Linked DNA regions of Mus musculus: all the other regions are linked to region 4. Evidence: chromatin contacts called from public Hi-C, HiChIP or PLAC-seq and promoter capture Hi-C data. All regions are on one chromosome and are shown on one strand. The core of a region is the stretch at or near the end of the contact, and the rest is flanking DNA. Distances in the headings are between cores, read along the strand shown. Region 1 holds the start of Osbp2 (oxysterol binding protein 2). Region 2 holds the start of Sf3a1 (splicing factor 3a, subunit 1). Region 3 holds the start of Slc35e4 (solute carrier family 35, member E4). Region 4 holds the start of Ppia (peptidylprolyl isomerase A). Region 5 holds the start of Tns3 (tensin 3). Region 6 holds the start of Mtfp1 (mitochondrial fission process 1). Region 7 holds the start of Dusp18 (dual specificity phosphatase 18).

Evidence for each region. Promoter capture Hi-C pulls out the DNA fragments that hold promoters and counts their contacts. A called contact is a pair of places that touch in the nucleus more often than the background predicts. HiChIP or PLAC-seq counts read pairs in DNA pulled down with a chosen protein or histone mark. Capture Hi-C pulls out chosen DNA fragments and counts their contacts.
Region 1: a promoter capture Hi-C map of liver shows a contact between it and region 4, with 4 times the contacts expected there. The contact joins the promoter of Osbp2 here to the promoter of Ppia in region 4.
Region 2: a contact with region 4 is called in a Hi-C map of B cells, with 8 read pairs. The contact joins the promoter of Sf3a1 here to the promoter of Ppia in region 4. A contact is called at or near these places in 1 of 484 Hi-C or Micro-C datasets (B cells), 1 of 115 datasets of contacts at active chromatin or transcription factors (stem cell-derived neural progenitor cells) and 1 of 9 other capture datasets (liver).
Region 3: a contact with region 4 is called in a promoter capture Hi-C map of liver, with 4 times the contacts expected there. The contact joins the promoter of Slc35e4 here to the promoter of Ppia in region 4. A contact is called at or near these places in 1 of 115 datasets of contacts at active chromatin or transcription factors (astrocytes) and 1 of 9 other capture datasets (liver).
Region 5: a contact with region 4 is called in an H3K27ac HiChIP or PLAC-seq map of embryonic stem cells, with 5 times the contacts expected there. The contact joins the promoter of Tns3 here to the promoter of Ppia in region 4. A contact is called at or near these places in 4 of 115 datasets of contacts at active chromatin or transcription factors (astrocytes and embryonic stem cells).
Region 6: a Hi-C map of B cells shows a contact between it and region 4, with 6 read pairs. The contact joins the promoter of Mtfp1 here to the promoter of Ppia in region 4. A contact is called at or near these places in 3 of 39 promoter capture datasets (liver, pre-B cells and second pharyngeal arch cranial neural crest) and 1 of 484 Hi-C or Micro-C datasets (B cells).
Region 7: a contact with region 4 is called in a promoter capture Hi-C map of adipose tissue, with 6 times the contacts expected there. The contact joins the promoter of Dusp18 here to the promoter of Ppia in region 4. A contact is called at or near these places in 2 of 39 promoter capture datasets (embryonic stem cells and pre-B cells) and 1 of 9 other capture datasets (adipose tissue).

The regions. Positions count from the first base shown.
Region 1 is chr11:3,862,401-3,865,600 of GRCm38.p6, reverse strand. It overlaps Osbp2 (oxysterol binding protein 2), which reads left to right and starts at 1,698. Exons shown (of 14, transcript NM_152818.3): 1 at 1,698-2,368. The coding sequence starts at 1,734.
Region 2 is chr11:4,159,073-4,162,233 of GRCm38.p6, reverse strand. It overlaps Sf3a1 (splicing factor 3a, subunit 1), which reads right to left and starts at 1,880. Exons shown (of 16, transcript NM_026175.5): 1 at 1,684-1,880; 2 at 1,067-1,188. The coding sequence starts at 1,746. It overlaps Ccdc157 (coiled-coil domain containing 157), which reads left to right and starts at 1,941. Exons shown (of 12, transcript NM_001164620.1): 1 at 1,941-2,075.
Region 3 is chr11:3,913,076-3,916,263 of GRCm38.p6, reverse strand. It overlaps Slc35e4 (solute carrier family 35, member E4), which reads left to right and starts at 1,600. Exons shown (of 2, transcript NM_153142.3): 1 at 1,600-3,188. The coding sequence starts at 3,077.
Region 4 is chr11:6,414,284-6,417,385 of GRCm38.p6, reverse strand. It overlaps Ppia (peptidylprolyl isomerase A), which reads right to left and starts at 1,519. Exons shown (of 5, transcript NM_008907.2): 1 at 1,407-1,519. The coding sequence starts at 1,475.
Region 5 is chr11:8,663,185-8,666,059 of GRCm38.p6, reverse strand. It overlaps Tns3 (tensin 3), which reads left to right and starts at 1,525. Exons shown (of 31, transcript NM_001083587.1): 1 at 1,525-1,581.
Region 6 is chr11:4,093,572-4,096,706 of GRCm38.p6, reverse strand. It overlaps Mtfp1 (mitochondrial fission process 1), which reads left to right and starts at 1,276. Exons shown (of 4, transcript NM_026443.4): 1 at 1,276-1,491; 2 at 2,191-2,318; 3 at 2,674-2,906. The coding sequence starts at 1,425. It overlaps Gm51935 (a long non-coding RNA gene), which reads right to left. Exons shown (of 3, transcript XR_003949843.1): 3 at 1,965-2,053.
Region 7 is chr11:3,893,414-3,896,558 of GRCm38.p6, reverse strand. It overlaps Dusp18 (dual specificity phosphatase 18), which reads right to left and starts at 1,319. Exons shown (of 2, transcript NM_173745.5): 1 at 1,042-1,319. 4921536K21Rik (RIKEN cDNA 4921536K21 gene) reads left to right here and starts at 1,433. Exons shown (of 3, transcript NM_026150.3): 1 at 1,433-1,719. The coding sequence starts at 1,472.

The DNA of each region.
Region 1 (3,200 bases), core at 449-2,948, 2.6 Mb after region 4:
TAGATGCCCATACACCACATTTGTGCCTGTAGAGGCCATAAAAGGGCATTGGCTCCCTGGGACTGGAGTTGTAGATGGTGTGAGCTGCAGTGTGAGTTCTGGGACCTGAATCCCAGGTCCTTAGCAAGACTGGCCATCGCTCCTGCTCCGGGTGGCTCTGTCTATCTTGTGCATTTCCTGCTCCAGACTTGGAGTTGACATTTCTTTGGGAAAGATCAGAGATTTTAAAGTTTTTCTTTTTTTTTGTCCAGAATATTAAGAGTGAAAGCTCTGGGCCAGGTATAATGGCTCACGTCTGTAATCCCAGAACTCTGGTTCTAAGAAACAAACATTTCCAGATGGAGACCAGCCTGGACTACATATAAAGACTCTGTTTCAACACACTTTATTTTAAAAGATTTATTTATTTTATCTTATGTTTATGAGTATACTGTAGCTATACAGATGATTGTGAGCCTTCATGTGGTTTCTGTTCTGGGAATTGAATTCAGGACCTCTGTTCACTCAGGCACAAAGATTTATTTATTGTTATATGTAAGTACACTCTAGCTGTCTTCAGACACACCAGAGGAGGGCATCAGATCTCACTACAGATGGTTGTGAGCCACCATATGGTTGCTGGGAATTGAACTCAGGACCTTTGGAAGAGCAGTCAGTGCTCTTACCCACTGAGCCATCTCACCTCCTTCCCCCCCCCCCCCACTTTAAAAATGAAAATAAATTTCCCTTGTTTCTAGAAGCTTTGGTTTCTCTAGGATAAAGGGCATTCCTTGTGGTGGGGTGTGGGGCAGCTGTTCTGTGTCCTGCCCTCCTCTTGACAAAACACTGAGCTATTAGCTATTTGCCAGACAAGCTGTTCTCCCTGGTTTGGGTCTTTGTACACAGCGGTTTCTCCTTGAAGGTCTTTCTTGTTTCTCTAACTCTGTAGACCTTGTCTCTTCTGTGACTCTTGCCCAAATTTGGTAGAACTAATGACAGGCCTGTCATCTTAGGTAGCTTGGCAATTTGTTTCAGGAGTCGAAACATCTCGTTAAGAATTTATTAGTTAGCTTCCTTCCCTGAGGGCTGCACACACATCTGACACGTGCATGCACAGTGGCTGCTTCCCAAGCTTGTCAACCTTGCTCTCATCTCCTGCTCTGGTCGCTGACAAAATGTACCACAGAACTCTCTAGTTAATAACTCAATGATGCTCTCGGAGCATCTACTCTGCCAAATGTGCCTCATATGCACCATCTTATTACAGCCTTTGAAGGAGGTATTATCTTCATTGTATAGATGAGCCAACAGAAGTTTGTGGAGTGGCTACAGTTCCCACAACTAGGGAGAGGGCCTAGGCTGGATTTCCTCAGGTCGGACTCCCAGGGTTTGAGATTTGCTGTCCACGACCCACCCATTGCTCAGAGTTGCGTGGCGAGCGCACCGCGTGGCTTTCATTCACCATTGTTCTCCCAGCGCCTGGCACAGGAGGGACAGCAGCCTGAAGCGTGAAGTGCCTTCCACGTCGTCTGCCTAACTCTTGGCCCACGGGGTTCCTTCCACCTTAGCCAGAGCGGCGGAGGGACCCACGCGCACCCGATCTCTGTCGCTCACGTGAGGGCTCCACCCATCCCGTCCACTCCTCCACCAACCCCGCCCGGCTCCGCCCCGCCACTCCCTCCGAACAGGCCCCACCCACTCCCGCCCCGCCCCGCCCCCACTCCGCGCTCCGCCGAGCTCGGGTCCACAGCTCTATGGGGAAAGCGGCCGCTCTGAGCCGAGGCGGCGGCTGCGCTGGCCGCTCCCGCGGGCTCTCGTCGCTGTTCACGGTTGTGCCCTGCTTGTCCTGCCACACGGCGGCGCCGGGCATGAACTCATCCGCGTTCGGCTCAGGACCAGCGTCAAAGCCTCAGCTCCAGCCTGTGCAGGCACCAGAGCGGGAGTTGCTGTCGAAACAGGTGTGCCAGCCAATTTCTGAGCCGGCGTCGAGATCCGAACCTGGGTCCCAGACGACGTCTGTGCCAAGGCCTTCAGGGGTTGGGCAGGAATCGGAACTACAGGGCTTGTGGCCGGGGTCAGAGAACGGCACAAGGTCTGTGTCCATCATCAAAGCTTCGCCAGAGCTGGCAATGCCGTCCCCGCTGCAGTCAACAGTAGGGAGTTTGCCCGTCACCAAACCCGAGTCCAAGCTGGTGCCAAAGACCCAGTCTTTTCTGCGACAAGGACAGGCGAAGATTTCTGTCGGGACTCCGGTGTCAGGGATTGGTGTCCAAATGGTCTCACCACCTCTGGACAGCTACAAGGGTTGGCTCCTCAAGTGGACTAACTACCTGAAGGGCTACCAGCGCCGTTGGTTCGTGCTCGGCAATGGCCTGCTGTCCTACTACAGGTACGGAAGTACCGAGGTAGGACATCTGTGGTTGGAGGGTGGTGGTGGCCGGCCTCGACTGTGGGGTGGGTGTCACCATAACCCTTCTGAGATGTTTGCATGAACTTCTGTAGAAGTAATGCCTGTCAACTGCCAAGGGAAGACGTGACCTGTGGACATGGCCTCTGGCAAGCTTGAGTTTAAAAGGATGAGTGGGGAGATGGGTGGAGTAGGTCTTTTGTTCCCCTCCTGTTTTTGGTGGTCATGGAACCAGGGGCTGCGTCTGGTTCACTGTGTTCATGGAGGGAGGCAGCTAGTGAACCCCTCTCTTGGGAAGGACTGTGGGTCCCACCTCCCGTGGTTACTTCATTTGTTTCCTACCTTTGCTGACACCTGCTGGTGGCCAGGCCTTGGGCTGGGACTCGCTGACCCACAGATAGAGCAGACATAGTGTGTACCCCCTGGGACCCCAAGTTGACATTTTGCAGCAGATAATGCTTTCCTGTTCCCTTGCTTATTCCAGAAGTAGCTTGGGTTTCGGAGCTGCAGTAGAGACAGAGCTGGCACGACCTCCTGCTAAAGCTGGACTTCCTTCCCTTTCTCACTAGCTGTTTCCTGGGATTGCAAGCTTTGAGATCTCAGGCCGCTCTAGATGAGAGCTTCTCAAACTAAGTGGGGTTGCTGCAGCAGTGTCTAGGTCTCCCGCTGAATCCCTCCTGAGATAGGCCTGAGGAAAGCACCCGAGGGATGGCTTTTCTAAAAGTTTCCGTGTGAGGACTGTGAGGCTGGTTCAGAGTCAACTCTTCAAGAAGGCCTTCTTCACTGTTAGACAGATTTTCCCACCATGTTGTTG
Region 2 (3,161 bases), core at 631-3,130, 2.3 Mb after region 4:
GTAAGATTGCTCTTCTTCATTATGCAACAGCCTTTCCCCAATTATTAGCATCACAGGAGAGAGGGGGGAAGGCATTAGGGTTATTATTAAATATTAGCCAATCACACACAACACTCAATGCCCTATCGTGAGGCATCTTTTCAGTGAAAATCCAAATTAATTAAAGTCTGCAAAGTGATCTGAACTCTCACGGTGTGCACAGTACAATTTACCAATCAGAATCTCTTTTGATGTGTCACTTCATTAGGAAGGTGGGAACAAAACAGTATTAAATGATTCAAGGTGGTAGGGATGCTCGCTAAAGGGAGTGACAAAGTGTGGGTCCTGGACAACACACGTCCTGTACACACTTCAAGGCCAAGAAGCTCTGCCATGTAAGAAGCAGCCTGGTTCAGGAAAAGCCAGAAATTCAGACTGACTGTGAAATCACCTCATTTCTAAGTGTGGTAATAGGATTTTTCTCTTTTAAGGATTCTAAGGACAAACTAAACATCTGCAGACTGGATAATGATGCTGGCTGCCAAAAGAATACTCTATAAGTGCCCTAAGCCAGGAGATGTGTTGACCGTTGGAAGTCAAGTGGCCCTTAGAAGATTCCATCCAAGGGTGCAGAAGTATGTGGGATGAGGAGGTTGAGGAATCCTGACCAATGTTCACCTTGCCTGGAAACTAGCTAACATGCTGAACAGCTTGCTCTGGATTCAGCTGAGGCTCTGGGAAAGTCGTCCTTTCACAATGAGAATAATCAACTCTTCTTTTTCTTTCTTCAGGTTAACACAGCATATGCACATCAGCAGCCACAAAGAAGCTACCAGGAATTTCCACAGACTTGTTTTGGAAGCAGAAACTCCTAGTGACTACACAGCTAGGCATGGCTTTCACTGCGATTACTGTTGTGGTATGTCAACCATACCAGTCCTATCTATCACCTACCTCATTGCTCTCCTGTGGTTTTGGAAGAAGTAAGGAGTCTAAGCCAGAGCCTCTAGAACTCCCCATGATGCCCCTGTGCTGCTTTAAAAGACCTTTATACTACAAGTTCCCTCTGTGCAGAAGCAGCTGTTACCTGGCCACAAAACTGGCAGTCTTGTCGACGATGTTCCTGACCTCCGGGGGAGGGTAAATAATGCCGACCACTGGCTTGGAAGGGGTGGGATCCTCCTTTGACGATGCTTCTTCTTCAATTGGCTGTGAAAACAGAGAAAAGGTAGTAAGGGCTTCAAGTCCCCGGCTCGGATTAGGCTATCATAAACGCTCCATGATACTGACAGGAACGTCTGTCCTGTAGACTGCAGACTCTCTTGGGTTAGCATCCGAGGACGCAGTTAAAAACAAAACAGGGCAAGTTTCCTTAGCCATACTGTATTTACGCAGCCATTCCTAATCTAGGGGAAAGAATGATTTGCTTAGCTCTCCTCTTTTTGAATGGAGGCTTCGTGGTTCACATAAGACCCCAGAGGAAGCCGGGGGTGCAGGTCCGCATGCTGGTTTTGAAAAGTCCGGTTCTAGGGATATCTTTTTCGAGACCAGAAGGCAACTCAGCGCGCTGACTCCTGGGACTTGCAGTCCCTCCATGTCCTTCGGGGTGGCCTGAGCTTCCAGCAGCAGTGCCACAGCGCCCGCGCGGAGGGGAGGAACGAGGCCTCCAGCAGGCCTGCAGGCAGGGAGCGCGGGGCACGATACCTGTTTGGACTCAGTGGCTACTGGCGGCGGCGGGGGTACCGCCTGCACGGGTCCGGCCTGCATGACTGCGACGCTCAGGGCTGCCAGTCCACCTCGGTGGCGACAACCGGTGCGACGACAAGATTAAAGATCACCACACGAAGTATCCAACTCAATGACAAGATGGCGGCGACCCAGAGAGAGAAGCCGCGGGAGCACTTCCGGTCCCGCCCTCTCGCCGTTTCGCACTTCCAGCCCCGCCCCGCCTGCTCCGTGGCGCGGTACGCCGTTGCCAAGGCAGCGGCCTGGGCTCCCAACTTAGAGTTGCGAGGCATTCTCGGAGCCTCAGACGCTCTGGAGGAAGTTCTGTGAGCCAGACAGACACAGAGCTGAGGCTGCGACGCCGGAGACAGGTAAGCCATTCCACATCCTCTGACTCTGAACTTCCCTCCTGACTCTGGCCGGTTCCTCGCCCCCTCAGCGCCCCACCCCTCGCCCCTGTTTCTTTCCTGTTTGGCCTGGCATTTTGAAGATGCCATAGAGTCCCACTTACTACACCTTTAGCCCCATTTTTTGGTTCAGCACCACCTCCTCTGCATCCCTCCTTACAGAGTCCAGGACATGGTGCTAACACCTTTAATTCCAGGAGACAAAAAACGAAGCAGATCTGAGTTCAAGGCCAGCCTGGGACAGAGCAAGTTCTAGATGAAGAAAAGCATAATTCAGGCGTAGTGGTACATATCTTTAATCCCAAGAGACAAAGCCATGCAGATCTCTGAGTTCAAAGTCAATTTCCTGAGCAAGTTTCAGGATAGCCAAGCTTAGGCAGTGAGGGAGTTGAAAAACAGAAAGCTGGTAAGATAATAAAGGGGATCAGGTTCCAGCCACAGGAAGCAGAATTTGGCTGTGTGGCTCTGGCTTTAGAGTCTAGAGTAGAAGGGATTGCTGGGACAGTTGATGCTGGTTAGCTGGAGCTAAGAAATTAGTGATTAAGACGAGACCAGCATCACTGAGGTGAAATCTTCTGGGAAGTGTTTTCTGAGAGCACAAAGAAGCTGTGTTCCAGAGATAGCCATGGTTGTTGCTGCAGCTGTACTTGGCAGTGTGTAAGAGTTACCCAGGCAGTATTAGTTTGAAGGCATGAAGGTGTCATGAAGAGCAGCTGAGGCTTGGCACCGTGAGAGGCCAGGGAAGGCCATTGGTGAAGGTGCAGTTACAGTTACAGTTGATGGCCCAGGACTGAAGGGGTCATGCAAAGGAGTTGAGGCTTGCCCCATGAAGAGAGCCTATGAGAGGCTCTTGGTGAAGCCTAGTTGCAGTGGTAGACCCCAGTGTATTGGAGATGCCAGTACGATAAGATGATAACCAGGAACAGCAGCAGCAGTTGGCTGGAGTCAAGCAGAGCCTAGAGTGCTTCAGAGGGCAGAGCTGGAGAAGTGATGCCAGCCCTTTAGAGGATCCCCAAAAGATCATGTGTGGATCCCAGACATTGGAATAAA
Region 3 (3,188 bases), core at 351-2,850, 2.5 Mb after region 4:
CTCATAGGTCACATACAGGACACTTGAGCCCAAATATAGAAATGACCCAGTCAGGCTTGAAGCCCGAAGAAAAACAGACCATACCTCTCTCTGCAGCACAGTCACTAGGGAGAGGTTCTTTTTTTGCTTCCCAGCCTCCCTCAGAAGTGTTTCCTGCACCCCTGGCTTCGCAGGGAGGTGGGCCCCTCATACAGTAGGGCTCAAATTTGAGGGGTGCTGTGGGAGGCATAGGCTGCTCTGAGATCTTGAGTAGACCCTAAGGAACGTGAATGAGCCCTCTACCCCAGTGATATCCTCCTTGAATCCGGGCCTCCTGGCTCTGGATCCACAGTAAAATACAGTCTGATGTTGAGACAGGTTAAAATGGGTTTCTGAGGCTAGAGAGATGCTCAGTGGTTAAAAGCATTTACTGGGCTGGAGAGATGGCTCAGCAGTTAAGAGCACTGACTGCTCTTGAGTTCAATTCCCAGTAACCACATGGTGGCTCACAACCATCTGTAATGGGATCCGATGTCTTCTTCTGATGTTTCTGAAGATAGCTACAGTGGTGTATGCATATACATAAAATAAGTCTTTTTTTTTTTTTTAAAGCACTTACTGCCCTTGCAGAGGACCTAAATTTGGTCTTTAGCACCCACATAGTAGTTCACAGCCACTAGTAACTTCAGATGCAGGAGATCTGATGCCCTTTTGGCTCTGCAGGCACCGGCCATGCACATGGTGCGCACACTCACATGCAGGCAAATCACTCATCCATATAAAATATCTAACAAAAAAATTGTTCAAGGAGCTGGAGAGATGGCTCAGCAGTAGGAGAACTGGCTGCTCTTCCACAAAATCCAGGTTAATTCCCAGCACTCACATGGCAGCTCACAACTGTCTGTAACTCCAGTTTCAGGGGATCTGATGCCCTCACAGACATCCATGCATAGTTACAGATAGACAGACAGGCTAAACACCAATGCACATAAATCTTTTTAAAATGGGCACAGAAGTGGGCAGAGGCACCTGCTTGTAATCTCAGCATTCCCATACAGACATTCACACCACTAATAATAAACAAAAAATTTAAATAGGAAGAAATGCTTTTTAATTCAAAGAAGCTTAGTGGATAATGGATTAAAAATCCCAGAGGAATATAGTTCACTGAAAGCCCAGATTCCTCTTCTTAAAAAATGTGTGTGTGTGTGTGTGTGTGTGTGTGTGTGTGTGTGTTGGAGGGGGGAGGGGAGAGGCTCATTCAGTTTCCCTCCCATAACTCTTCTTGGAAAAACTATCTAAATGCCCCAGATTTTGATCCTTTCCCTGGAAGTCTCCTACCTACACTCTCTGCCCTTCAACTTGGGTTACTCAGCAGAGATCTACGGGTTCCCGCGGGTATCAGACTCATCGGAGGCAAGTGTGACAGTGTAGATTCCTGGTTCATCTGGGACAGAGATCTGATTTAGGTCTCAGGTGGGACTGGCTTATTTTCACCTGAATTTCTTTGGGAAGGGATTAGGAACGCTTGCAACAGTGCGGAGTCACGACCACCAGAGGGCGCTGCGGGCCGGGCTACACAGTTGCGCTTTGCGATCTTGTTTCTCTAGGCAGGTTGTCATCCAGGACTTGTTTGACAACAGAGCCGGGTGAGGCCTGTGCAGGTGAGCGGGAGCTTCCCCAGAAATCCAATTACCGGAAAGAGTCCAGGATGGACCTTGATTCTTGCTCACGCGTTGGGCTGGGAACAGGTCCCTGGGTTTCAGCTGCTTACCCTAACCTGAATTCAGGTGGGAAACCCGGGAACCATCCAGGATTCTGCTCCGTGGGCCTCATGAAACCCAGCTGTGAGTCACCTCGGAATGCCTAGGGAGCAGCACATAAAGTCGGCTAGCTCGGGATGGATGCCGGCCCGCTGTACCCTGCTTCCCGGAGCTGTGGTTAGCTTTGGTGATTCATTTCCCCTTCTGCTGCCCCAGAGGGGGCGCCGCCCTGGTTTGAGAGGGGGAGAAAAGATCTGGAGTGGAATGGAGGGGGAACAAGATGAGGCAGCCTTAAGGGACCACGTGGTCTAGCTCCGTTGAATTCCAAGATCTCAAGGAGACCTTTGTGGTCTGGGATCAGGTGATGTGGTATGTCTCACTTCAACGCCCTGCTTCTCGACGATGGCAGACAGCTTGGGGACGGCTCTGCAGAGTGCCCAGGGTTTCCAGCACTGGATACTGGTCTTTTTAAGGAAGGCTCTACTTGGCGCTGGAGACAATCCGGATTCCGGTTGGTGGCTGGTACAACCCACACTCTCCACTAAGGGATTCGCGGCCGCAGCTGCGCAAGCCAAGTCGGGAGGCGCAAAGGCTGTGGGAGGGGCTAGACGTCCGCCGGGCTCCGGGGCTGGTACTCGTGGGCGGGGCCCGGGCTGAGCCCAACTTTCCGGGTGGAGCGCAGCTTCGGTAGCGGCGGAGAGGGCAGGGCCGGGAAGCGCTGAGCCGCGCGGGACTCGGGAGGGACTAGAGCCCGGCGCCCGAAGCTGCCAGATCCACCGCGGGAGCCGAGCGGCAGCCAGAACAGCCAGAGCATCCTGAGAGGCTGCAGCCAGTCCGAGCTCGCGATTCCGCGTCCGCCGGCCTATCGGCGTCTATTCCCGGTCCAGTAAAAGGCTAAAGGGGGCTGGGGGAGGGGAGCGACGGCTGCAACCTCCGTTCCCACGCTCGGAATATTATCGACCCTGCCAGACCTGGTCCGGGCCTGAGCACCAAACACGCAGGCGGTCGGGGTCAGTCAGTGACCTCATCCTGACAGTCTGGGGACCAAAGATGGAAAAAGACAAACGGATTCGGTGTGAAAGCATCGCGTGAGCTTAGGGCGCGGAGAAGAGAGAAGGCCTCCCCTGGTGCGGGAGGTGCCCAGGGCTTACGAGGCCTGGGTGGACACCAGCCAGTCCGGCATCTTAGCAGCCACGACCTTCTTCCCTGACCAGAATTATCGGCTGGCTCAGAGTCTAGCACCTGAAGTGTTGCCCTCTCCTGTCCGAGGAATCAGGACCAGGCTCAGCGACTCCCTGGAAAGCCTGCCTCCTGCCCCAGCCCCACTGGTGCGGATGTGCCGCTGCCCACTGGAGCACCATGAAGGCATGATGACCTCAGCCGAAGCAGTTGCTGTGGCTGGAAGTGCCCAGGAGCATGGCCGCCCCAAGTGGCCTCCGGACAAAC
Region 4 (3,102 bases), core at 270-2,769:
ATTTTCACCTATGGGCTCATCTCATTCCCATTAAGCTCTGGTTAACCTGATACTATCCTACCCAGGCTAAGCTTAGGCCAAGTTTCCACAAGAGTCCTTGTCAATTATCAGCTCTTGACTAGATACATGCTGGGTGAGGGCTAATTAGAACCTAGTGCTCTTTTTATGTGCCTACCTACTATGTGTACCCAGCACTGTGGCAGGCGGGCAATCGGGAGATCTAGCTTTTGAGTTAAAAACTCACCAATGATAGCTTCTGGAGTTTAACAGTACAGACACTAAGTAACATATTCCACTATGGCCTAAGGGCTAGTACTGAGGCTAACAATAATATTTAATTTTGGGGTTTTTTGTTTTTTTCGAGACAGGGTTTCTCTGTATAGCCCTGGCTGTCCTGGAACTCACACTGTAGACCAGCGTGGCCTCGAACTCAGAAATCCGCCTGCCTCTGCCTCCCGGGTGCTGGGATTAAAGGCGTGCGCCACCACGCCCGGCTGAATATTTAATTTTGTAAAAGAAAAACGCCAATTGTTTAGGGTACTCTAATTACTAACTGATCTTTAAGCAGCCACTTAACCTCCAGAACTAATTAAGTAGGTAACTACTGGCAATCCACTTTGGTCAATGCAAACTGCAGCGTGGCCAGTCATAACATGCCTGTCTCACTGAGGGTAATAGGGAGGGGTTCAGAGCGCCTCCCCCGCTGCGCCATCACTGCGACAGGAGGCGGTCCTTGGGCACCAGCAAAAGCCAAGCCTTTCTCGTTTCCGCTCGGGGGTGGGGGACGCGGAGGGGTATTTTGAGCCTCCCTAACCAAATGTGGCTACTTCGGACCAAATGGCCAAAGGTTCAATTCACACTCAAGTCTGCTATAAAACGATTATTTTATATTCTTCGTAGGAACCACTAGGTTTAGGAAACCACTAGGTTTAACCGGGCTAACGAGCACGTCCGGGCTCTCCGAGCCTTCGCCCCTGAGACCTTAGGCAGGGTCCCTGCTCAGATCCGAGTAAAAGGCTGTGGGGCTCCGGAAAGCAGGCTGGGAAGAGGCCCGCGGGGCTGCAGCGCCGCAGCGGAGCAGGGCGGGGCCCAACGGCTGGGAGAAGGGAGAGGCGCGGAGCACGTGCGCCCGGCCTCGCGGGGCCCCACAGGACGCAGCCACGTGCGCCTGCGGGGAGGCCGGGACGGGCGGGGACGGCCCCCTCCCCCAACGGCCGCGCCCCGCCCGGCTTTGTCCGCAGCCCGCCCAGCCTCCCCGCGCCTCGCCAGCCTCCCAAAATGGCCCCTCGTCAGGAAATGGCGCCGCCACCCGCGCTCGCTCCACCGGAGGGTCGGGCCGCGCCCGAGAGAGCCTCCCCCTCCACAGCTCCCGGGACCCCACCCTGGAGCACCACTGCCCACCCGACCTCGAAGGAGACGCGGCCCAAGGGCTCGTCATCGGCCGTGATGTCGAAGAACACGGTGGGGTTGACCATGGCTGCAGCAAGCGGCGAAAAGCGACAGTGGCGTCTGCAAAGCGGCACGAGCCTCGCCGCGGCTTCCTTTATACCCGGTTCGGGCCCCGCCCACCACCGAGTCGCGCGCCCGGACCTGGATCAATCACAACTGCTTTCCAAACGGAGTGACGGCGCGACAGGCCTATGGGCGGGCGCGGGCGCGGGTGGGGCGGGGCGCGAGGCGCGCGTGCGCTGTAGCGCGCAGAGGCAGGTTCCCGCCCGCGGGCTCCTACTAGATGGTTGCGGCGCGGTCGGTGGGGGAAGAGTCCGAGGGCAGTTAGGGAGGGTGGCCACGCAATCTGGCTGTCCTTAGGAACGCGTCGGGGCCCCTGGTCTTCCCCAGTGGTACCGCGTATCTTCCCATTGCACAGAGCAAGTAACTGAGGCAAACATGGTCCTCAAGGTCGAGCGGCCCTTCAAGGTCGGGCGGGGTCCTGAGGCGCTGCCCTCTCTGCGGAAACTCGAACAGGCAGGCATCCCTGGGCCTAGATCCAGGACCCACACCGTCATTGTGCAATGGCAACCGCTTCCTGATAGGTCCCTGTGAGCGCCTCCGTTTTCTTAAACTCTGGGGAACGGGCACAAGCAGCCCCCTCATTTTAAAGATTATGAAATACTTTTTAAATGTCCTACTTTCCAAATATATCTTGTGTTTTCTCCAGGAGGAAGCTATTTAAACACGATCCTGGTCAGAGTCTACCTGTAATTTTTTTCTCCCCGACCCCCAATACCCCAAGGTCTTCTCATTTCCTCATGTGGCCTAAGGCGTGCTCTCAAAGGCTTCACACGCCTGTAAATCCCACCTCTAGGTAGATGGAGACAGGAGGATAGTGAGTTCCATACAGCCTGAGCTGTAAGTGTGAGGCCCTGCCTCATAAACAAAGCCTGAGTATGGGAAAGTCGGTGCTGTGGAAGACCCTTCACCATAGCGTCTGCTGGAGTTGGCTCCCGAGCTGTAAGGCCTTTAGACACAGAACCTCAGGAATGTGGGTCTGGCCATGCCTTATTTGGATGAATCAGACCAAAAGCACATTAGGTTGAACTACAAAGAGTTTTGATTTGCCAAACTGGAAAATTCTGTACCAGTGTGCTTTGTGCATATAGCATCATGTAAACCTGCTTTTCTCAAAACTGTTAAGTGCTTGCAGGACAAGCTCAAGGACCTACCTGCGTTTGGATCCCCAGCACCTATGTAAAAGCCAGGCCATTGGGAGGAGTCTGTAAGTCCAGGCCTGGAGGCAATGGAGACTGACTGGTTAGACAGTCTAGGCAAGACTGAGTCAGTATAGTGGATAAGGTAGAGACAGGGATGGGGAGAAGGCCCCATGGTTAAGAGCACTTGCCTTTATTTTTAACTAACTGATTGTTTTGGTTATAGTTTGCATTTTAGGAGTTCTTTGCATATTCTGGGTTTAATTTCTTACCTGACATATAATTTGCTGATATGTTCTGCTGTCCCTCCGTTGAGCCAGCAAGATGGCTTAGCAGGTAAAAGTGCTTGCAATACAGGGCCCAGGAACTGGGGAAAAGGCCAGATGAAGTGGCTCACATCTGTGATGCCAGCACTCTAAAGGTTGGGAATCAGAGGAGACCGACAGAAGTCACA
Region 5 (2,875 bases), core at 276-2,775, 2.2 Mb before region 4:
AGTGACTGGAGGGCTGGAGTGAGTAGGCTGTTGGTAAACATCTGAGAGAACAGCACGGAATCTGGATAGTCTTGGATCCTCACCTTACAGTGCTCTGATCCCCACCACTTGGTTTACCTATGTCAAGTTAAGATTTTGGGGGTGTTTTCTTACCAGGTCAAAGGCAAAGGAACAGTTCCTGCCTTGTCCCCCTTTCTAGCAGAATGACTGTGACCTCCTCCCTATCCCCTCTAAAGGCTCCTTTACAAGCATCCTGTTCCTCACCCATGACCCGTGGGACTCCCAGAGGCTAGGGAAATGCTTGTTTCATTCCTTAGGGCCTGGGGCTCAGGGCCTGGGGAAGCTTTTGCCTCAGGCAACATCTCCTTCTCCCAATGTCTCCATTTCTCAGAGATAGGCATAGCCTTCCCAAACCTGGGGGAGAGGAAACAGGGTGTGGCCCGGCCTCTAGCCTGGCCTAGGATCCAGGGCCTCACCTCAGTGTTTGTGAAGGCTGCGCTGTAAACAGATCCACCAGATATTACTTTCCTAGCTCAGCTTCTCCACCATTCCTGGCAAGCCTGGCTTTTTCTTGAAGGCACAATATGGCAAGAATTGAACAGGTTTTGGTAACCTCAGACAGTGGCTGCACCGAGCAGATAGATACAATTTCTACCCTCTTTTAAAGCTACCTGGAGTGTTTTCCCGGAGTGGAATCAGAGATATTAAGGGCTGCTGGTGTCCACTAGAAACTGATGGAAATTCCATCTCATTTATGCAGACGTGTTTGAAAGACCATGCAATGGCATGCCATCATTCCCTGGAGATCGCAATGAGAAAATGGACACAGAGGCCCAGCTATCCGAATCTTGGGGATCTCTTAAGAAATCTTGCTCTGTCCTCATCTGAGAAAGGCTGTTCAGGAGATCTTCTTTCTCCTGTGTTCCTGCCAGCCTCAACCGTATTCTCTCCTGCTAGGTTCACTTTAAGAAGTCAAGGGACTTCTACCCAGCACCATCATCTCCTCCTGCCTGGTGAATTCTGGATGTTGAAGGGGCTGTTGGAGCATCCTGGGCTGTCTTAGAGACTGCTGCTTGATACACGTAGAGCCCCACGGGATAATAAGTCACTGGAGGGTATTGTAGGACTTCCTCCTGGCAGAAACAGCACTTAGACACACTGGATGAAACAATAAACTGGTTTTGCAGGAATGGGACTCGAACCTCCCTCCCCAGGTGCACTTACGTAGACATGGAACTGTTGAGCCTATAGAATACTGGGGCCCCCGAGGTATTTAGGGAGGCCAGCGAAGTGGGAGGGTATTTTAAAGAGCTCATCCCTTGGGTCAGGAACCCGAGGGGGTGAGTGCGGGGGGCGGGTGTCCAGCACCTGGAAACGCAGGACATTGTTAGGAAGATGAGACCAGGTGACCGGCAGGGCTCCGGTGCGCGGGCGGTCCGTAGCGATTGCCGGAGCCGCCTCGAGGGGGCCCTGCCGCGGGCGCGGGCGGCCAGCCAGGAGGACGGGCCCGCCCGCGAGCAGCTCGGAGCCCAGCTTCGCTTCGGCCATCGCCCCGCCGGACCGCGCTGCGGGTTCGCCCAGGTACCAGGGTCGGGAGCAGGGCAGGGGCAGCCACACGCCGCCACACTCTTTGTTTGGGGCCCCCGCTCAGGTTCCAGAGCCTGGGCGTTCGGGGTCTTGGAACTGGGTTGCAGCCGAGCAGACACCAAACCTGGGCGCGGAGACAGTTGAGGGTGTAGGGACAAGGCGCGGGGGCACCCGGGAAGGGCGCTTGGGATCCAGGACTGAGGACGACCAGGGGGTCTGCGGCGATCGGGAGTCTGGGGCTCAGCCAGGTCCTCGGGCCGACGCGGGCCGGAGCTCCGGGGCCGGCAGGGTCCTGGTCGCGGCGCCCGGCGCCTAGCTAGGAGGGCGGGGGCGGAACCACACTATCGCCGCCCCGGCCCTGCGGACTTTGCTCCCTGAGACAGTTAGGGAAGAGAAGACGGAGGAGCCGCTTGGGGCTGCAATGAGACTTCTCAGGACTTTACTCCCGCCTTTTCCAGGCAAGTGAGCTGTGTGCCTCTTTTCCTTTCCTTTCGGTTGCTTGGGAGCCAGGGGTCTCATCCCGCCTTTTCCCACTATTCGGAGGAGTACGAGTGCAGGCACAGGCCTGGGGGCCACCTGTGGCACGTGTCTCCTGGCACGCGGGCACTGTAGCTGACAAGTAGGAGGGAGGGTCCTGGGCCCCGGGGTTTCTGTGTAGTTCTGTGTTCTGCCCCTGGGGACGTTTGCTTGGATCGATTTGAGAGTCTATGCCGCAAAAAGAGACCCCGAACCCCTTCCTTCCCCAACTGGCATTCTGGCCGGTGCCAGCAGGTGATCCCGACTCTCTAGCGTGACTGAACACAAAAAGTTCCCTCCAGGGCTTGGGGCCAGCAGACCGCACTATCTAGGGTGACCACAACTGATTGGAACGCCCTCGGCTTTGTCACAGCCCACTCCAAATTTTGTTTCTTGAGTTGTGCCTTCTGCTCCACTGTATAGAGCTTCAAAACGACACCCCAAACCAAGAATACAGGAGCTACTATAGTAATAATGTGTACCCCATCAGAGCTAACCCTTTTGACATATTGATGTATTTCCTTGAGGCTTTGGTCTGTTCATATGAATACTTTTTAAAAGTGCTTTTAGTTTTTTGCCTGTTAAAAGAGATTTTTGACTGTCTTTGTGATTTTGTTGCTTCCCTCTTTGGGGCCTATGAGGTTATATTTGCAAATCAATCAACAAGTATTAAGAAAGGCTTTTCTGTGCTGAGGACCAGGAAGGGGGCGGGGATGGCTGCAGCTGGAAGCTGTAGGAGGCTAGGCCAGGACTTGGAGTGTGTGTGTGTGTG
Region 6 (3,135 bases), core at 27-2,526, 2.3 Mb after region 4:
TCCAGACGGGTTGGGCGGTTCTCCCGCGGTGACCGGCGCAGCGGGTACTAAATGGGAGGGAGGCCGAGGGTTAGCGTCACGTGGCTTTAGGGACCGTCTCCTAATTCCGCTCCAGCACTCTACCTTCCCACCCGCGCCGGGCTCAGTCCCCGGTGACCCACAAGTTTCAAGAAGACACGGGCTGAAAACACTGGCTTCCGAAGGGAGTCGGTATACACCTTTCGGATCTAAAAAAGCTAAAAGAACTGTGCAAAGCTAGATAAGACCCTGTTCTTACCTAGCTGGATATTTTTTGTACTGTGTAGCCTCCAACCAGGCCTGAAACTCCCTGTGTAGACAGGGCTGGTCTCGAACGCACATAATACTACCTGTTTCTGCCTCCTACATTCTGAGATGAAAGCATGCAACACCATGCCTGGCTTATAAGAGATTTAAGGCCATATTTATTTGAATTTATCTGTGTGTCTCATGTGTGAATGTATAGGTGTGTGTGTTTGGGGGAGGTGGGTGCTGCCTGTGGAAACCAGAAGTGTCAGATTCCCCCGAGATGGAGTTACAGATGGCTGTGAGACACCCGTGTAGATGCTGGGACTGGAACTCCGGCCCTCTGGAAGAGCTGTAAGCGCTCTTAACCACTGAGCCATCTCTCCATTCTCACCCATTTTGCTTTACAGACGTGGTCGTTGGGACCGGGGTGGGGAGTGGGGGGAGGGGCGGTGTGTGTGTGTGTGTGTGTGTAAGTGGCTTACATCTACTAGGCGGCCCAAGTAGGATTTGTCTCTAGGGGCCATAGCATTGCCCCTCTGAAATCCCAGAGGATTCAGAGTGCTTTTGCCCCTTGTAATAACTCCCTAGCTCCCTTTTCCATTTTAACAGTTGCATGAGTCAGGAGAGTGGCTGTCCTCTTTGTGTCTCTATTTCCCTACTGTAAAGTAGGACCCTACGCTAGTGCCAGAGCTTAAGGAAGCAAACTTGAGTCTACTGGACACATGATGACTGTTATAATTAATTAGTCCTTGCGACTGTCTAAGGCAGTGAATGTTGGCACGCCTCCCATTTACACACGAACCGCGGCTCAGAGAAATACACCTTTCCTAGAAGCCGCACACCTAAGAAGATTCCATTCTCCGATTGGAACTCTGACCTATTTAACTCCAAAAACTAGTCATGTCTGGGAGAGTTTTGCATTAACTGCTCAGAGAAAACAAGACCATCTGTCTGCAAAACCCAAGCCTAGGAGAGGGGCTTGGATGTTGTATAAGGCAATTTTCAGACACTCCCTGCAGTGGCGTTAGCGATAGCGGGACCCGTCCTTCAGCCTCGGACTACTGGCGGGTTCTTGCCTGGTGTTAGCCAAGTGCTAGTGGAGACACAGTTGTGGTGAGACTCTAATCTGCAGCGACTCCAACCTTGCCGGGGAAGTCATGTCGGAGCAGCAGCGGCAGGGCGCCGAGCGCGACCTCTACCGGGACACGTGGGTGCGCTACCTGGGTGAGCGTGGGAGTGACAGACGCAGCGACCCCACCACTCCGGAGGGGCTGGGGGCGGGGGGGGGGGGGAAGCAATGGACCGGGTTGCCGATCTGGAGTCTGAAAAGGGGCTTAGTTCTTATTCGGCTTGGCCTGGAGACAGGGCTCAGGAGAAGGCTAGGGACTTGTCCAAGGTCACACAACCCTGTTGGTTCAGATCTGTCCACGGGGCTCTTCTGGAGGCACAAACCGAGTGTGTGGGTTGCCCTCTGCCATGACCGTGCACTAGCCATGGCGTCAGAGGATCTGGACTCCTAGCAAGTCTGCCTTTCCCAGGCTCTTCCTAAGCTTCAGTTTTCTCTTCTGTAAAAAGGGCTGAATGCGAGGCACTCCTGTCGGGTGCTGACTGTAAGAGCGGGCTGAGGTAAGGCCTTAAAAGACCTGGCACTTGATACTGGTCAGTGGAGCCCACCCTCAGTGATTCGGTGGCCTCCGGTCGCCTCCCTGGTGCAGATCCCCAGAACCACGGCTGGGGACTTTGATCAGTGAGCCATGAACTTCATTGTCGGTGTCAGTCCGCGGGCCTAGAAACCAAAAGGTAAAGTTACTTGACTGAGGTCACCTGCCGCACTGTAGTTTAAGAGGTTAGGGTTAGAAGCAGCTTTCTGTGTAGCGCCCCCTTGTGGAAAGGGCCAGAGAGTTAAATGCCTTTTCCCTCCAGGCTACGCCAATGAGGTGGGGGAGGCTTTCCGCTCGCTGGTTCCTGCAGCTGTGGTGTGGTTGAGCTATGGTGTGTCCAGCTCCTATGTCCTGGCCGATGCCATAGACAAAGGCAAGAAGGCAGGAGAGGTGAGTGTTAATTAACCCTTTCCAACCCATCCTAGTGTGGGTGGTATGCAGTCTTGCAGTGGGGACAGCCCTATCCCCGTTAGCGTCTCATAGTGCAGTCCATAAGCTAATCTTGTTTGTAGGATTGTTCATCCCCACCCGACCAAACCATTTGGGTAGGAGGTGACAGTTGGTACCTCTCCTGGATGTGGGCAAATCACCCCCAACCCTGAATGTAGTACAGCCCAGTCCTCCACCCAGCTGCCTTCTACCCTACTACCTCCGCATGTTCTTCCTCCTTGGTCCACCGGCATGCTTCTGTCTATAGGTTTCCTACCTCTGCCCCAGCTGGGCTAAATGTCTTTGTACCTTTCAGGTGCCAAGCCCTGAAGCAGGCCGCAACACCAGAATGGCCCTGGCTGTGGTCGACACCTTTGTGTGGCAGTCTCTGGCCTCTGTGGCTATCCCAGGCTTCACCATCAACCGTCTGTGTGCTGCCTCTCTCTATGTCTTGGGTACTATGACCCACTGGCCCCCGACTGTCCGCAAATGGACCACCACCACACTTGGACTGCTGGCCATCCCCGTCATAATCCACCCCATCGACAGGTAGGGGCCTTTCTGGTCTCAGGGACCAGTCACTCTGCAGGTAGAGTTAGGCTGTGAACTGTGGGCACAAAACCGGGGCAGCAGAGGCAGGGTTGAAGTAGAGAGGCCATCTGTGCTCTTATCAGCTAGAGCGGCAGAGCGGCAGAAAAGGAAGCAGAGTGCCTTATGGGTACTGGACAAAGGTCAAGTAAATTCACAGAAATAAAGACCAGTGCTGCAAAATAGCCAG
Region 7 (3,145 bases), core at 70-2,569, 2.5 Mb after region 4:
GTTTTCAGCACACATGACTGGTGTCATCTACATACAGCACAGCTAGTGGAAACTCATGTTCTCTGCTCAGCTGTGTGACTTCCAACATTAATGACCTCAAAGTCAACTGAGAGCAAGTAGAAAAGAGCCTTGGTGATGGTCACCTGGAACTGCAGCATTCAGGAGGTAGAAGAGAAAGGTGGGGCCCTTGCTTTATGGGTCCTGCCCCCCAACAAAGAGCTGAGGAAACAAACTACAGGGTTTTTTGTTTGTTTGTTTTGATTTAATTTTTTCCTTGTCACAGAAACAAAGCTGTTTTCTTAAAATTAACCTTTGAGAAATCAGGATTTCCCAGGCAGGCCAGTTTCAGCTAGCATAAGGTCATGGCCTAACTTATCCTCTCAGAATGAAAAGTCATTCAGGTAACCTCAGGCCAATCAGTTATTTTTCCACTGTTCTGTCTCCCTGTTCCTGCCTTCCAAGGAATGTGACTTCCAAGTGACATTTGGTTTTGTTTCTGCTCTCTTCAGTCCCTTCAGAGGTAAAGTTAAAATGCAAAGCTTGTGGGAATGACAAATAAAGGCATTTGTTATAGAGTTGCAAAGATAGTAAGAAGCGATCACAGACAGTAGGACATGGTAGAGCAGACCTGGAAGCTGAAGCAAGATGTGGTGTTCCTGACCAGACTACTGGAACTCTTTCAAGAGTTTCAAGAGGGGGAGGGGGAGGGGGGGGGAGAGGGGAGGAGAGGAAACAGAAACGTCATCTCCATTTTTTACATTTTACAACCAACCAGGCTTTTGGCATCTAGTTAATTTGTAGCCGTGAAACCTGAGACTCGAGGAAAACCAGTTTTGTTCATCATTAGACAGCAAGTTCTGAAGGCTGATATTTCTGGTGGATTACACTTTCTGGAGAAAGTTGGCAAATATAGGTGGGGCGCTGGTTAAATTCTGGGTTATAAACGTGGAACAGAGTCCACAAGTAGATGAGTGGAAGGTGCCACAACAAGCCTAGGAAGCTTGGCCTCTCTACGTGGTGACAAGACTCAAACAATCTTACCTCCTTCCCTCAGTGCCCCCGAAATCTTTCAGGGCAGAGCCGCGGACGACCCTCTCCAAGAAAGAGAGGGCCCTTCATGATTCCGGACCTTGGTAGCAACGGCTTCTCCTCGCGGAACAATGGGCAGTTCGGGGCTTAGGGGGACCCCGCGACTGATTCTGTACCTCGAAGGACTACGCAGTTCCCAGGCGTTTGGGAAAAGCTGGGTGGGCTGCCTGTCTTCACAGAAATGCGCCAAGTAGCCAGAAGGACCATTGCTACACCCACCGCCTGCACGCCCCGCCCACTCACCCTTCGTCTCCTAGGCAACACGCCCAACAGAGCCTCACAAAGAACGCCTAAAGACTGTCACGCGGTCTGCTTGCCGGTTGTCTCCCAGGCAACGCACTCCAGTGTAGATAGTTGCTCTGCGACCGCGTGTCTTTCCACCATGGTTTTAGGTCTTGCTAGCTTTCCTGAGTCGCTCTCTAGCCAGTCAGAGACCGCTACACAGCCCAGAAGGCCTTCAGTCAAATGGGACTTGGGCTCGGATTACAGGAAAGGTACCGAAGAGACTACCGCTTCTGGTTCGAACTTCCGGCGCGAGAGACTGGACAGCCAGCCGGATCTTGGCCTCCACGTCCAACCACAGATCTACTTCCTGCGGCCGCGGTCCCCACTCCCCAAGTTGTTATTCAGGTGTGGCTCGGGTATACAAAGCAGTTGTCAGACCCGGGACCCCGTAAGGGAATCCGACTCACTTTGTTCCAGCCGTGTCCCCCCCCCAACCTCCGCCCTTAGATGTTCCTCTGATCGCAGCAATGTCTCCGATCGCAGGATTTTTCAGACTCAGGCCAACCCGTAGGACCTTCAGAAGCCCGTTTTCTGGGCCGAAGGCACTGTCCCGTTTCTAGCCTTCCGAATGAATCCTGACCCTGGCGTAGTGTAGGCTTGACGTCTGCAATTGGTCTCAGGCTCCAATCGACTTGGCAACTCCAGGCCTTCCCATTCTCCAGCGTCCTTGAAAAGCCTTCAGTTCCCCAATGTTTGACTCCAATCCTGTCCCCCTTCTTCAACCGGCATCAGCCAAGGATGTAACAAGTCCTACAGAGGATTTATTATGGAAACACAATTTGTTTCAAAAATGACCAGTATTTATTACTTGATAAATTTGGTGCATCACTAAGTAAAGAGGGTCTTTAAATATTTAGTCTCTTTTTGGTTGAAAATAGGACTTAGACTTGTGTGTAAATTCCTGACCGTTGACTCTGTCTTCCCATCCGCACCTGGGTATGTTGAGTCATCCTGCATAAAAACCAGAAAAGTGGAACTGGGTAGCTTTCAATGTTCGTTCCTTTGTATTAGCAAGCACAGCCTGACCACAGTTGTTCCTAACTCATAGGAAAATGAACTGGAGAACGTTATTAGAATCCCCCTAAAGGTGCTTTGTTTTCTTCTTAACTGAACGTGGTTGCACACGATTGTAATCAAGCACTCAGGTGCTGGAGGCAGGAGGATTGGAAATTCAAGGTCACTCTCAGTTCAAGAGGGAGTTCTAGGCCAGCCTGGATACACGAGACCTTGTCACAAAATATACATCTTTTTGTTTGTTGGGTTTGGTGGTGGTGGTGTTTTCTGTTTTTTTGTTTTTGTTTTGTTTTTGTTTTGTCTGACTATGAATGTATTTTATGATGATCTTATTCTGATGTGCTAACCAATAGAGACTGAGTTTAGTATAAGTTGTTATTTGTATTCCTTCTGTTCCTGTGTGTATCAGACAGCCATTTCTGTTTCAGTCAATTCATGTGTGGTTCTTCCCTTTTTGCTATTGTTTGTTTGGGAATCTGTATTCAGAAATACTTCACCAGCACGTATGTCATTTCCCTGGTTTCCTTTAGAGTGGTTTGCCAATCATTTCAAAAGTAAAATAAACTAAGCAACATCAACAACAACAAACCAAACAGAAGTCGGAGCAGCAAACCAATCACTGTGCTGGCTAGTTTTTGTCAATTTAAAACTACTAGTTTTACCTGGGATGAAGGAACATCTTTTGGGGAATTGTCTACAGCTGATGGCCTGTGGGCGTGTCTGGGGAGCAGTTTCCTAATGACTGGTGTGGGAGGAT